Linked DNA regions of Rattus norvegicus: region 1 is linked to region 2. The links are chromatin contacts, called in public Hi-C maps. All regions are on one chromosome and are shown on one strand. Each heading gives the region's core, a stretch centred on a gene start, on an enhancer-like site or on the middle of the called end of the contact. The rest is flanking DNA. Distances are from core to core; before and after follow the strand shown.

What was found. A called contact is a pair of places that touch in the nucleus more often than the background predicts.
Region 1: a contact with region 2 is called in a Hi-C map of Schwann cells, with 2.0 times the contacts expected there. The contact joins two enhancer-like sites.

What each region holds. Positions count from the first base shown.
Region 1 is chr9:114,558,678-114,565,702 of GRCr8, forward strand. The region is part of intron 2 of Ptprm (protein tyrosine phosphatase, receptor type, M); the gene reads right to left. Among named protein-coding and RNA genes, the nearest start is that of Ptprm, 230 kb to the right of the region's middle. Within about 2 kb of position 2,379, at least 47 of the 93 cell types and tissues checked have an H3K27ac peak or open chromatin away from gene starts, as enhancers often do. A contact at or near this core is called in Schwann cells, where this site is marked.
Region 2 is chr9:114,419,241-114,425,474 of GRCr8, forward strand. All of the region lies in intron 7 of Ptprm (protein tyrosine phosphatase, receptor type, M), which reads right to left. Among named protein-coding and RNA genes, the nearest start is that of Ptprm, 370 kb to the right of the region's middle. Within about 2 kb of position 4,436, at least 64 of the 93 cell types and tissues checked have an H3K27ac peak or open chromatin away from gene starts, as enhancers often do. A contact at or near this core is called in Schwann cells, where this site is marked.

The DNA of each region.
Region 1 (7,025 bases), core at 1,129-3,628, 140 kb after region 2:
GTACACTGCCTTCGAGTGGTGACCAATGACAGCCACTATTGTGAGAAAAACATGCTTCTTCGCTCCAGCCAATCACAGCGCTTCTCCACTACAGATATGTAAATACAGAAGTGGGCATGTGCTCAGATCGAAGATCACAGATAAAGCAGGAAGGCCCTACCCACCAGCCTTGAGGAAGAAGACAGCCCTGAGCATTTGCGGGGAGGTTTAACTCCTTTCTGGTTTGTGCCCTACAATCCGAGATTTCTCATCTGTACCCAAATGTGAGCCCTGATGTGTTGGAGTAAAGCACTTACCCAAAGGAGATGCCAGAACCCTTATGGAGCACTTGCTAGTTCCCATGCACACAATGGAAGATGAGGCACAGTCACTAACCTCAATGATGTGCTTTTCTGAAGCAAAAAGAATGGGGATTGAGCACTGGAAGACAGACGACAGCCATGGCAGGCACAGCAGCAAAGAGGTGGTAGTGGTGCGCCTTTCTTGTCACCTCTATTACCAAGTCGATGTCTATAGAAAATTAAGAAACACGATATGGCCCCAGGTACCTTTCGAGAAGCCAGTCCCAGGGCTGGGAAAGAGAAGGCAGCAGACAGACTGCTGAGGATTCCGGAGCTGATGGGGGCCCTGAGCTTACTTGGTTTTACCATTAAGAGATAACCATGAGCCTCTCTTTGTCTCTGTATTAACAAAGAATGGGGGCTTACTCTACCGGACTCCAGGATGCAGCCACAATGATCCGCCCACCCAGCTAATATTTGGCAACGTTGAAGAGGTAGAATCTGGCCTGCGTGCAGGAAGAGGGGGGTGGCTTCAGTTTTGCTCTATGTTTTGTCTTCCACAGTGAACTTTTAGTTACTTGTATTACTTGGAAAGAGACTAGCAGCATGCATTTGTCTATGTTATGAAAATACCTTTTGCTATAACCAACCAATACTTTGAATTTCTTCTTTCATAAAATACTTTCTTCTTTTATATAAAAAAAACACTTTATTTTTAGTTGTGTGACTGTGTACCTTTGTATGTGTGTATAAGTGTGCATACGCGTGTGTTCAGATGCTCGCAGAGGCCAGAAAGCATCAGATCCTCTAAACCTAGAGTTATAGGTGGTTGTGAGGTGTCTGATGTTGGTGTCAAAAGCCAAACTTGGGTCCTCGGCAAGAATGGTGTGTTCTCTTCACCGCTGAGCCATCTCTCTAGCCTGGTACCCCAATATCTCAAACTTACTAGCTTCCGCTTTCTCAAGGAGAAAAGTGAGACCACAGTACATGGAACCACTCCCCTACACCAGGTTCACGATTTCAAACTAGCAACATGCAGCATCCCAGCCCAGCTCTGCTGAAAGCTAGACATTCTTCACCATGCTCAGAAACAACTGTGGCAGCATGGGAAGATTACCCCTACCTCAGCATGCTGTACCCGGCGAGCAGACCTAGAAAGGCACGTCACCACGAAGCATCCCAAAGTAATGCTAGACATTTTGCTACCGTAGATGCCACTAGATATAAATTCTCCATAGCTTGCAAATGTTATGAAATGTAAATCTCACGCAGGGAGATGAAGATGGAGACATTGAGCCAAGACTCGGATCAGAGCAGGTGAAGTGAGAAGCTACTGTGTAGCAGTTTCCGACTATGAAGGGAGTCTTACATGGGTACCCACAGAGATTCCAGTACTGCTCCTGAACCTGAGTTTCTGGCCAGTGCTAGGTTGGTGATGTTAGCCAGTGAGGAAGAGTATCAGGTGGGCTGGAGTTGCCTCTAAACCACACAGGTAAACAGAGCAGTTAATCTTCCCAGGATTCATTCATTAATATGATTAAATGAATGGATATACACAGGGCCTTTAGAACAATGTCCAGAACATAATAAATACCCATAATTATTACCCATTGGGTGTTACTCCTGAAAACAACTGAGCTTCAGGAATTCCTGTCCATTCCGTTTACTGTTGTCTGCCCACCCCCGGGATGTTACAGGTCTTTGCTCAGGACATATGGATAAGTAGTGTGACCAAGGCAGAGACCGAGTCTGAGTCTGCAGCATCGGGGAGGAACAGAGGCAGTGCCAGTTCCTAAACCCATGGAGGCCCGTGGACATCTGTTTGTATCATCCTTGTTAGCCCCAAACACCTGGATGTAAAGTGAGCATTGGGAAGTCCTTCAACAGTCCCTCAGGGTGGAAACAGCCCAATGGTGTCCTTCAAAGTGATTTTGCAACTCAGTCTAACTAAATGCTCGGCCATTGGCTATTCTGTTTATTAAACCGCTAAGCTTCCGGGCAGGCATTACTGGATTTTGCTTGAACATGTAAACATCACTTAGCTCCTCTGTGACTCTGCTCTGGGGCCCTGGATGGGTCGACCCATCATTAAGGAAACCAGTCTGAACAAGCCTCCTCTATTCTCTCTAGCGAACTGGCACTAAATTTAGAACACTGTCGTGCCGAATTCTGGCTGCTGGCCACTATTTTCTAGTCAATTTCCTCCCTCAATATCTGGACAGAAACTCTGGACACAACAGTTGGGACGGTCACTCAACATGTACTGTGCCATGCCCTCTACACACCCAGGAGGGAGAAAGCCTGTATCTCCCCCCACAGTAAGAAGCACACAGACACTTGTAAATGCTGAGCAGAGGTCTGAGAAGAACAACATCTGTGAAACGCAACAGTGTTACCATTCATCCCCCAGCCTCAGCCAGAGCTCAGCGGTACCCTCAACAGAGCTTCCGCTCCCAAGCACGATTCCATTGGGACAGAATTCACTCATTCACAGCCTTGGTCAGAAGCAGAGGCCAAGATCCCAGAGACAGTGTCGACTTTCTCCTCTTGCCGCATGCCAAGAGAGTTAACTGTGTGATAACCATGGTTTAGAGCATGTTTTGTTTTTATTATTAACAGCCAGGCAGGGCTTTTAATCTTAGTCATTAGATGGGAAAACAGAAATGCCTGTGTTCAAAATGCACCTCGCTGACAGGAATGGCCCTCTAGTTACTGACAGGAGAAAAATAGTAAGACAGAAAAAGAAGGAAGAAAACACTCTGACAAAACGGAGACAAAATCAGCAATAAAGCACTTTTTTTTCTTTCAATGCTAAAAGATTTTTCTCTCTCTTTCACACACACACACACACACACACACACACACACACACACAGCATAGTACATAGCAAACGTCTATCAAAACCACCACCAACTACACAAATAGTTTGCCGCATGGCTTAGCAGTGAGGTTAAAGCCACCACAGCAGTATGTCCCATGCTGCTAACTGAAGAGCAGACAGACTCACATTACCCTATGGGCTAGGGGCCATCCTATTGCTGCCAGAGTCCCAGACCACAGCTCCTGATGCAACAGATCAGGTTCACCCAGGCACGCAAGGGAGAGAGACAGTTGGGAATGGTAGCACACACCAGTAATGGTAGCACACACCAGTAATCCCAGCACTTGCAGGGCTGAGGCAGGAAGAGCACCGTTTTGTGGCCATCTTGGGCTACATGAAGACACACTGAAAGAAAGAAGACATGAAGAGGAGAAGAGGGGAGAAGAGATGAGAATAGAAGGTGATGGTGAAGAAGGAGGGGGTTTTTCCCCCTCGGGTTCTCAACATGGCTCCTCTGGAAAGGTAGAGGGCTGAAGAGTGTGAGGCTAATGAAAGTTCTCAGTCACACATCAGGAGTCCAGAGCATGTACCGGCCGACTGTCTAAGTCACCAGTGGTCTGTTCATCATCTCGGGATAGCCATGGGGAGCTTGAACAGGGGACAAAAGTCACTGCTGTCAGAAGGGCACGGGGGCAGTACTTAGCCCTAGATTTTCACGGATGAGACCTGTTGTCTGTGGATCCAGCAGTGACTACAGATCAGGCCTCAGAGAAGTGGGCAAGTCAGAAAGGCGGGGTGCACTCGGTTCCTTGACGGCCAGGTGGGTAACAGGAGATGTCTAAATGCAGGACACTTGCTGGTTACTCTGACCCTCAAATATTGAACATACCTGAGTTACCCTTGTCTTGGTGCCAACGGCTTTAACTAGGGAGGATGCTTTAGGGAATACGCCTTCGGTGATCAAAATATGTACAGAGTTGGGAACTCCGTTCTTCCAGGCAGTTAGCATATTAAATGCAGCCCATCTCCAGAATGCCAACTTTCCTTCTTTGTCTGAACTCGCGCAGCTTCTCCAAGGCATTTGTTGAAGCTCAGAAGGTGAAGCCCTAAAAGCACAGTGTTTCCACACGCTGAGCACCTCCAAGTGAGAAGAAAGCAGAACCAGCAGAGGCCTCCTCAGAGTCACACACTCTGTCATGGTTCTCTCCTCTCCCCCTGTGCAAGAGGGGGGCTTTCCAAGATCACTTATGTGACTAGGAAAACTTCCAAAAGTGATTCTAAACCCTCCTTACAATTCCCAACAGATCAGGAAGAGTCAGCAGTTACCAGTCCTTCATTGGTCATGTGTTTGACTGATAGTAAGTGGGGTGGAGAAGGTGCACACCTTTAATCTCAGTCCTAGAGAGGCAGAGGCAGGCAGATTTCTGAGTTCGAGGCTAGCTTGATCTTCAGACTTTGTTCCAGGATAGCCAGGGCTACACAGAGAAATCTTATCTCTACGTAGAGAAATCCAATCTCAAAAAAACAAACTAAAATCCCAAAACAACAAAAAAGAAAGAAAGAAAGAAAGAAAGAAGGAAAGAAGATAAAAGAAAAGAAAGAAAAACATTATGTGACAGAATCTTGGTCTGTAGCACAGACTAGCCTGAAAGTTACTATGTAGTCCAGGGTGGCCTTGAACTCATGGTAATCACCCTGCTTCTGCCTTCCAGGTACTACTAGGATTGTATGCATGAGCTATCATACCCTCCTCCACTGGTTCTTCCAAGGATGCCCCCCAGAGAGTTTGTGGAGGTTTTATCTACATTACTACATAGCCCTGTTCCTAGAGGTTGGGTCTTGACTTCCTGCGACTTGACACTTTCTCTGTTTCCTTCCTCTGAACAGGCTCTGGTGGTCAGAGAGCCAGCTTTGGGGATCCCCTTGCTTTTGTTTCTTGTAACTCTTCCTGTTTCTGAGCCATTCCTTTAAGAAGACAAACGGGGATTCTTCCCTTTACCTCTGTATCCTTCAGCCAGGTAGTCATACCACAGTGGCTTCTTTCTTACTTCTGTTGTCTCTTAGACAACTGAGGGGAGGGAAGACAGTTTCCACCCAAATATTAAATCCTAAAGTGGCATCAGGGGTAGAGTGGGCCTGCCACATCCCAGAGGACACAGTTTTGACAGGACCATTACATCATTACATCTTAACCTCATGACCTCTTGACCTCATGGCCTCTAGAACGCAGATCTAGGCAGACAACAGTCCAGAAAGGATGTGGAGGGGCTCATATGGCCATACCTCTAGCTGAGGGTGATTTTCAGTGGCTTTTAGGGGTGGAAAAGTCAGTTTTCTTTAAGGGTATGGCCCATGTTTGTGTTTAGCTCAGCTCCTGCAGATGCTCCCGTATCTATATGCATTTAGAGAAGATTAATCAAGGATCAATCGGACTCAGTGTGGTCCTATTAAAAGAAAGGAAGAAAGGAAGAAAGAAAGAGAGGAGAAAGAAAGAAAGAAAAAAGAAAGAAAGAAAAGAAGAGAAAGAAGGAAAGAAGAAGGGAAGAAAAAAGAAGGAAGAAAGAGGGGAGACAAAAGGAAGAAGAAAGGAAAGAAGGAGGAGGGAAGGAAAGAAAGAAGGAAGGAAAGAAGGAAGGAAGAGGGAAGGAAAGAAGGAAGAAGGAAGGAAGGAAGGAAGGAAAGAAAAAAGAAAGAAAGAAAGAAAGAAAGAAAGAAAGAAAGAAAGAAAGAAAGAAAGAAATAGAGATATGACATTGGGAGGGGACTATGGGAAGGGTCCAGAAGGAGCTAGTAGGTAGTGGATATAAACTAAATATGGGCTCAAATGTTTCATTGTCTAGGGCAGATATCCACTGTGCTCTGGGCTTAGGTGTATACAGAGGCAGGGGCTTAAACTCCCCAGCCCAGTGAGAGGCGACAAGGCAAGCAAGAGCGATTCGCTGACATAGGAGACAGCATGCTAGCTGTGACCCAGTAGGCTGTCATGTAAAGAGGGAGGGGGTGAGGGTGGGCTCAAAAGCAGTCTTGACTGGTGGGAGAAAAATGAAGTAAACCTGAGGCATTCTGAAAGCCCTCAAAGAGAAGTAACAATATTCAGTTGTGCCAAGAAAGCCGCTAACAGCCCCTTAACTATTGAGAGACTTTTAGCTTCAAGCCTGTTTGGGAAAGGAAACAGATGAACAAGCAGACACTCTAAATCTGTTGAGAAGAGGCAGTGTCATCCCGCGGAATCACAGACCCCGGAGAGCCAGTGACATTTTCCACCTGATAACACTAGGAAAACTATCCTTCAAAGAGGCGAACGGATGGCCGAGAAAATGGGAAACATATTTTGCTTTGCAGGATGAAGGCAAATGGTGTGGAAAATTCCTGTACAGATCTGACCTACAAATGTGGGGTTACAGGCAGACACGGGGCCCCATGGGCCCCACCAGCCTGGCAGAGCTGCCCTTTCTGCCTTCAACTCTTCCCTTCTTAAGCTCCGTCCCTGTCAGCCATAGTGCCTTACTCCATGACAGTCAGTAGCAGTCAGGCTAACTCCTCTGCCCGGGGGCACTGGCAGACTGCCCTTGGCTGGTACCTGGGTTCTAAGACTTCTGTCCCCAGTTAGGTTGGCACGAATGGTGCTATCCGTTTTGCTGTTTTGGAAAATCAGGAAGGCCAAAGTGTGTTCCTTCCCAGGCATGCGCTCTTTCATAGAGCAGACATGGAAGAGGGAGGGGGTCGTCTTAAAACCTAGGTAGTTTCAAATCCTGAATAGAGTCAGGGAAGCCTTGTTATAGTAACAGGACTTTTATCCCTGTGAAGTGTGTAACAGACTCTAGACTTCTAGGAAGAGGGAGGATGTTGCTGAAAAGCAGGATGTGTGCCAAGGGTGCACAAGGTCCCAGGTTCAATCCTCAGTACTTGGACTAAACAGACAA
Region 2 (6,234 bases), core at 3,186-5,685:
CTCTCCGAAAAGCTCCATTTTAAATGCCGAAAAGCAAAATCGCTGTAATTAGAGTGTTACAACTCCTACAGTTTGATGCTTCGGAAAGTACAGGGAAACTTTTAGAAGCTGAAACGGAGTTCCGTCTCCAAACTGCCGATGTCCACACCCACCGGTCGGTCCTGCAGCCTTGAACTGGTGGCATCTATGCCTTCACAGGGATTGGAGTCGGGGACAGCATGACTCAGGTAGTAATTCCAAACTGAAGGAGTTAATTCAGAATTTAGGTCACTGCAAGTGGGCTTTTCTAGCATTAATATGAATTTCGAGTTGCCTTTTTTTTTTTTTGGAGGGGTGTGTGTGTGTGTGTGTGTGTGTGTGTGTATGTGTGTGTGTGTGCGCACGGGTGTGCTGCTGAATATTTAACAGCACCTTTATTTCCACTTACAACACAGAGGAAGTGACTTCCATCTATGTCCCACAAAGGCCTCCACTCACAACAACAAAAGGGTGGCGGCTGCCGCAGCGCCATGTCCAGCTCTGTGTGGTTTCTGCTGGCCTATACTGGCAGAATGAAAGCCGATATGTTCGAGTGACACACTGGACGAAGAATCCTTCCCTGGGCTGAGACAAAGAGCTTCCCAAAATGACAGAGGTGTTCCCACAAAGAACAAAGATAACACTATTAGAAGGCTCTGGGATGCCAGCAAGAGATCCCAGGAGGAGCGAAGAAGCATTTCAGAGAAAATCTCCCCAGTTCAGCCATCCATCGGAGTTTGAGGAAACAGGACAGGCATTTGTACAGCTACTACCAAACCTGAGATCAACACTGAGAGGCACTGTTTCCTAGAGCTGTAGGGACCAACAAAGATTGTGTGCCCCAGCATAACCTGCCAGGGGTCTAACTGCTGTTTTGAAATTTTCGAGAATTCACTGAAGATCAATGAAAGATCAATGCCTTTGCATAGTGGTGTTTTCCCATGCGGGTCACTGTGGTTACCTGAGCAGGTAACAGAGGGCAGAATCAGGCACGGAAAGAAAAGTGTGTTCAGCACACATCCCTACCCTCTAGAGCAGTGGCAATCAACCTTTGATTCAGTTCCTCTTCTTGTGGTGACCTCCATGAAAACTATTTTTCTTGGCTACTTCATAGCTGTAATCTTGCTACTGGCATGACTCATGAGGTAAAGACCTGTGTTTTCCAGAGGTCTTAGATGACCCCTGTGAAGGGGTCGATGAACTCCTGAAGGGACCTTGACCCACAGGTTCAGAACCGCTGCTCTGAAGGATGGAGACTTGAGTCAGAGCAGAAGCTAGCACAAGAACAGTTTTGTCATTTCCTCCCTTCTGCCTGTCTGCTGCAGCACTGTGACGTTAGGACCAGCGCTGACCATGCCTGATCTTCTTTGGAAGATTCTGGATGCCTTTATTCTAAAATGAATGGTGTTGAAGGACTCTGAGTTATGTTGTGCACAAGGTACTTTAAGGTTCCCAAGTCTCTTGCATACCCACAAACCCAGTACATTACCTGGGGTCATTTCTGTGAGCAGTTATTTTCCAACAGGGAAAATAAAAATCCCTATAACGTTGACCTTTGTGCTTCTTAATTAAGATGGTGTGCTCCAGTTTTATGCCAACTTGACAGAAGCTAAAGTCACCTGAGAGGAGGGAACCTTTGTTATTAAGGAAATGCCTTCTTCACAAGACAGTGCTGGATTCAAGCCTGAGGGTATTTTCTTAATTTGTGATTGATGTGGGAGGACCCAGCCCACCGTCGGTCCTGCCATCCCTGCACTGGTGGTCCTGGGTTCCACAAGAAAGCGGGCTGAGCAAGTCATAAGGAGAAAGCCAGTGAGCAGCACCCCTCCGTGGCCTCTGCATCAGCTCCTGCCTCCTGGTTCCTGCCCTGCTTGGGTTGCTGTGTTCACTGCTTTTGATGATGAACTGTGATATGGAACTGTGAGCAGAGTAAACCATTTCCTCTCCAAGCGGCTTTTCCTCATGGCATCTCGTCAGGGCAATAGTAACTGACTGACGCAGACGGGAAACTTGCATAGGGAATCCTTGACACCAGTTTCACTGTTTCCGGGGCTCGGCATGGAGCAGAGAATTAGGGACAAACTCAGTAGAAACTGTCAACCAGACTCTAAAACTGGCCCAGATCAAAGGGGAAAGATGTGGTAAGGCACGGATATTTCTGTGGCATAAAGCCTGCTAGGATAGCCATGAGGATCCAATGAAGGAAAAACCCCTGCCGGTCTTTCCTCTCAGAGATACTCTCCTGACTTCCCTGTCCTGGAAGAGGTCTCCTTGCTCCAGAAGTTTGGGATCTCACTACTTCATCTGTGTTTTCCACTATCAACCACCGTGCCCATTCCATTCCCCAGCCCGAGTCGCTGGTGACTAGACTTCTCCATCTTCCTGCGTAATGTCACCTAAACCAACCATCTCTTGCTTCTCAGTCTCAATATTCCAATAGTAAACTGACCGCATTAGACACAGACTTTCGAGTTCAGTTGGATTTACTTACATCGAACTAATTTTTTTTTAAATGCACTGAGTTAGGGGAAAGGACTCTGTCTGGCTTGGGCTGTTCAGAGATGCCCCCTTCCTTCCAGTCCTTCCCCTTCACATCTTTAATTTTAAACCAAGTGCTCACACTGGCTATGCTGTTCTGGGACTGAAGATGTGGCTCAGTGGCGCGCAGAAGGCTGTAGGTTCCATGCCAAGCACTGAACGCCCCCACCAAAGAGGCTGTGGTTATATTTTTTTCCTCTGGTATCTGGTTTTCCCATGAAGGCTGACCCTGTCTTGCACCTTTCATTTCCAAGGGTTTATATATAATCTCTGTCTACAAGTCAATAGAGAGAACCTGATGCAAGGCAAGCCCTGTGTGCTTCTTCCTTTGGCCCTAAGCTTTAAAGCCATTCTCACCCTCTGTGTTCCTGCCTTGGGGGTCAAGACAATTCTACCTTTGACCATGCCTAACCTTAACCTCTGCTCTTTGAATACCTGCTCCTGCTCTGCCAGCATCATTGAGGGCAGCATCTCAGACCCTTTCCATTTGCCACGTGCTGCCTGCCATTCTGCCGCTCAGCCCGGGCATTACCCGTGGGGTTGCTGACCTCCTTTTCTACCTCTGGCGCTGTTCTTCTTGCACTGGGTCTCTAAGAATGAAGAGGGACTCTGGGAGGTGAGACCACTGACAGCAAAATCAGGATGCTGGGGGTGGGGGGTGGGGACATATATGATCTTTGATGTCTCTGCATCACTGTTGACGGGGAAAAGAAATTTCATACAGAAAATACTAAAGATGATACTAGAATTTAGGGAAATGCTCATGGGTGAGAATGATATTTGATGCTCAGCTTAAGAAACAAGAAGTCACTGAACAGTTTCCAGAGGGAAACAATGTGACAAGTTTGGGGGGAAAGTAACTTCGTAAGAATATCAACCAGAGGAAACGGCAGAGGTTGCCTTCGAAATTACAAGCGAATCTTAAAGTCATTTATTCTAGATCATTCTGTGTCCACATTGCATATCATCCTGGGGAACTGTGACTATAAAACCCATCTAAGGGACAGTCCCATGGCTTCCCGTAGTGCTGATTTCAGGATGGAGCAGAAGCAGCATGGAGAACGGTGACCTGTTCTAATCTGCCTCAGGTAACGGAATGTTTGGCTCTTAGCAGGAACATAAAGTAGTTTTACATTCAAGGAGCCGGTTCAGGTTCATTAAAATAAAAGGAAGTCAAGAAAAACACTGGCAAAGAGCTAGTCTCAAGCCCCACTTTCTCTCATTCACCCTAGCAAAGTAAATAAACTACCCTTCAAAACAGGAGGGATACAAAGTTATCATTCACACGTCGCAGGCGGCTGGAAAGAAAAGCGAGGCAAAAATGAAACAGCTAAAGCAGATTTATTCAGTTTCCTAACTCCTTGGTCATAAAACCAAGATTCCAGCCTAAGCAGGTAACCGGTACTTTCTTTAAATCTCACCAGATTTGAACTGGTTTACTTACTGTGAAACCTCACCTGGTCTTCTCACTACATCCTTTAGGAGGATGGACTGCAAGTGTCCCCAACGCCAACGCCAGGGCACAAACCACCCTGCAGTGGCAGGCTACTGCAGACACACTGTCATATGAAACACCCTTTCTCCCTCTGCCCTGTAGGTCCTTTGAGGCTCACACCCAAAGTTTCCGGCTTGCTAGGCTTGTGACAGCAGGGACAGTTCTGCTGAATGACTTGAACCTTTTCAGCTAGTTCGCTGTTCAGGATCAGTCACCAGACTTTTCTCCTTGTACTATTCCCAAGCGTTTTCTATTATTCTTGATTCTCCATTCTAGACTCCAACCTGCGAGTGGGCAGGCTAAGCTCTTGAATCTTTTTCTATTCTCTGTGAGTGCTGTCTGAACAAACATTCTGGCAGCGGAAGGGAGTGAGGTCAGCGGGCTCTGTGCGCATGAGCGTTACCATGGAGTTCATGTAAAGGAGACAGGCAGGGCTTCCAGCAACAGCACTTTCCCCCAAAGCCTGCAAAACTTTGGAGCCAGGAAAAGCAGCATCCTCAGCCAGAGCCACGGGAAGTCAAAAAGAACAGTTCTCGATTTTTCCTCTGTCAACCAACCACATTATTAAACCTTAAAATACAAAGAAATAGCATGGCTGATTATTGAAATTTGGAATCAACGCGTTTATGGCACTGGGATAGAGAACATTTTTCTCTCTTGTTCTTTAACTATTTATTTGCATATACACTGAGTAGAGGCCTTTGATTTAAAGAGTGGCTTTTTTCTTTCAAGACTTTTAAGCTGAAAGATCAAATCTCTCACGAACGTCATCAGCCTTTAATACCGCTAGTTAGCCTTGGGAACTGCAGATGTTGCTATCTTAAGAGACTGATTCTGTCCCATACAACCTCCCAGCATATGCATCTAGTCTTCTACAGTAGCAACAGAGGGCAGGAGGAGGCAGAAAGAGGACGCACAAGAAGACTTCATGAGCATTGCTGGTGTCGATGTGACCAGAAATCCTTCCTCAACTACTGGGTCCCACCCCTTAATTCTCCACGGTCCACAAAGTATCCAAACAGCAAGCACTGCTTATGTATTTCAAAAAATCACGGAGAAAATATGCCTCAGGGTGTACCCTAATGGGAAGACACAGAAGAGTGGTCACCTTAAGAATGGAAGATGGCCTCACATGTAGAGAATTACTCCCTAGCTGAGGCCGGGTGAGGCAATCACAGACTTGAATTCAAATAAATAAAACCGGTTAGTTTTTCTCCTAAAACCTTTAGCCAGGAGACGAGAGGCAACCAGTAGAAACAAATAATGGCTGGAACAGTTTAACATGTATTTTCCCCTCAAACTAAGCATTTTAGAGTTAGGCCCTCAGGTCGCTGACAGGTTAGAACTGAATCCCTCATGCTATGACCAACAATACATTATTCTTCCTTCCATCATGGGTCTGAACGGGAGGATCTCAGACATTTGATCGGTGCTAGCCTGCTTTTGTTTCCGTTTTGTTTTGACGCCATGGATTGAATCCCTGGGCATCCCATTCCACCACTGAGCCATAGCCCGGATCCAATTCCAGTTTCTATTAGTTAAACCAGGACGGAGCAGAACAGAGATGATCCCACTTTTGATTCATTCCCCTGATGGCTTGCTGAGTATGGGTAGAAAACATCACTTGACTTTGCTGTTTCAATTTGCTTGAAAAAAAGAATGTGCTGATTAATTTTTGTAATTTTTTTTAAATCACAAAGGTCTTTAACAAATAATTTAGCATCTCAGGGTTGTTTTATAGATTCCTGGATTAAATGATTTCCTTACTTTTTCTGCCAAATGGCGATTTTTTAAAATTTAAGGTAGATTTTAGGTGGCTGTGAGCTTCCAGAAGCGTGCATAAGTCAGAGGGCTGAGGATAGTATTTGCCTAAGAAATATTTGCTCAGTAAACAATCTCATTATCTATGTTTGTCTGGTCCCAGGATCCTGTACGCCAGGAAACCTGCAGAATCTCCCACCCACACTCAGAAACAGTGAGCCAGGGTGTGTGTGGGGGTGTGTGTGGGGGTGTGTGTGGGGGTGTGTGTGTGGGTGTGTGTGTGGGTGTGTGTGTGGGTGTGTGTGTGGGTGTGTGTGTGGGTGTGTGTGTGGGTGTGTGTGTGGGTGTGTGTGGGGGTGTGTGTGTGGGGGTGTGTGTGTGTGTGGGTGTTTGTGGGGGTGTGTGTGGGGGTGTGTGGGGGT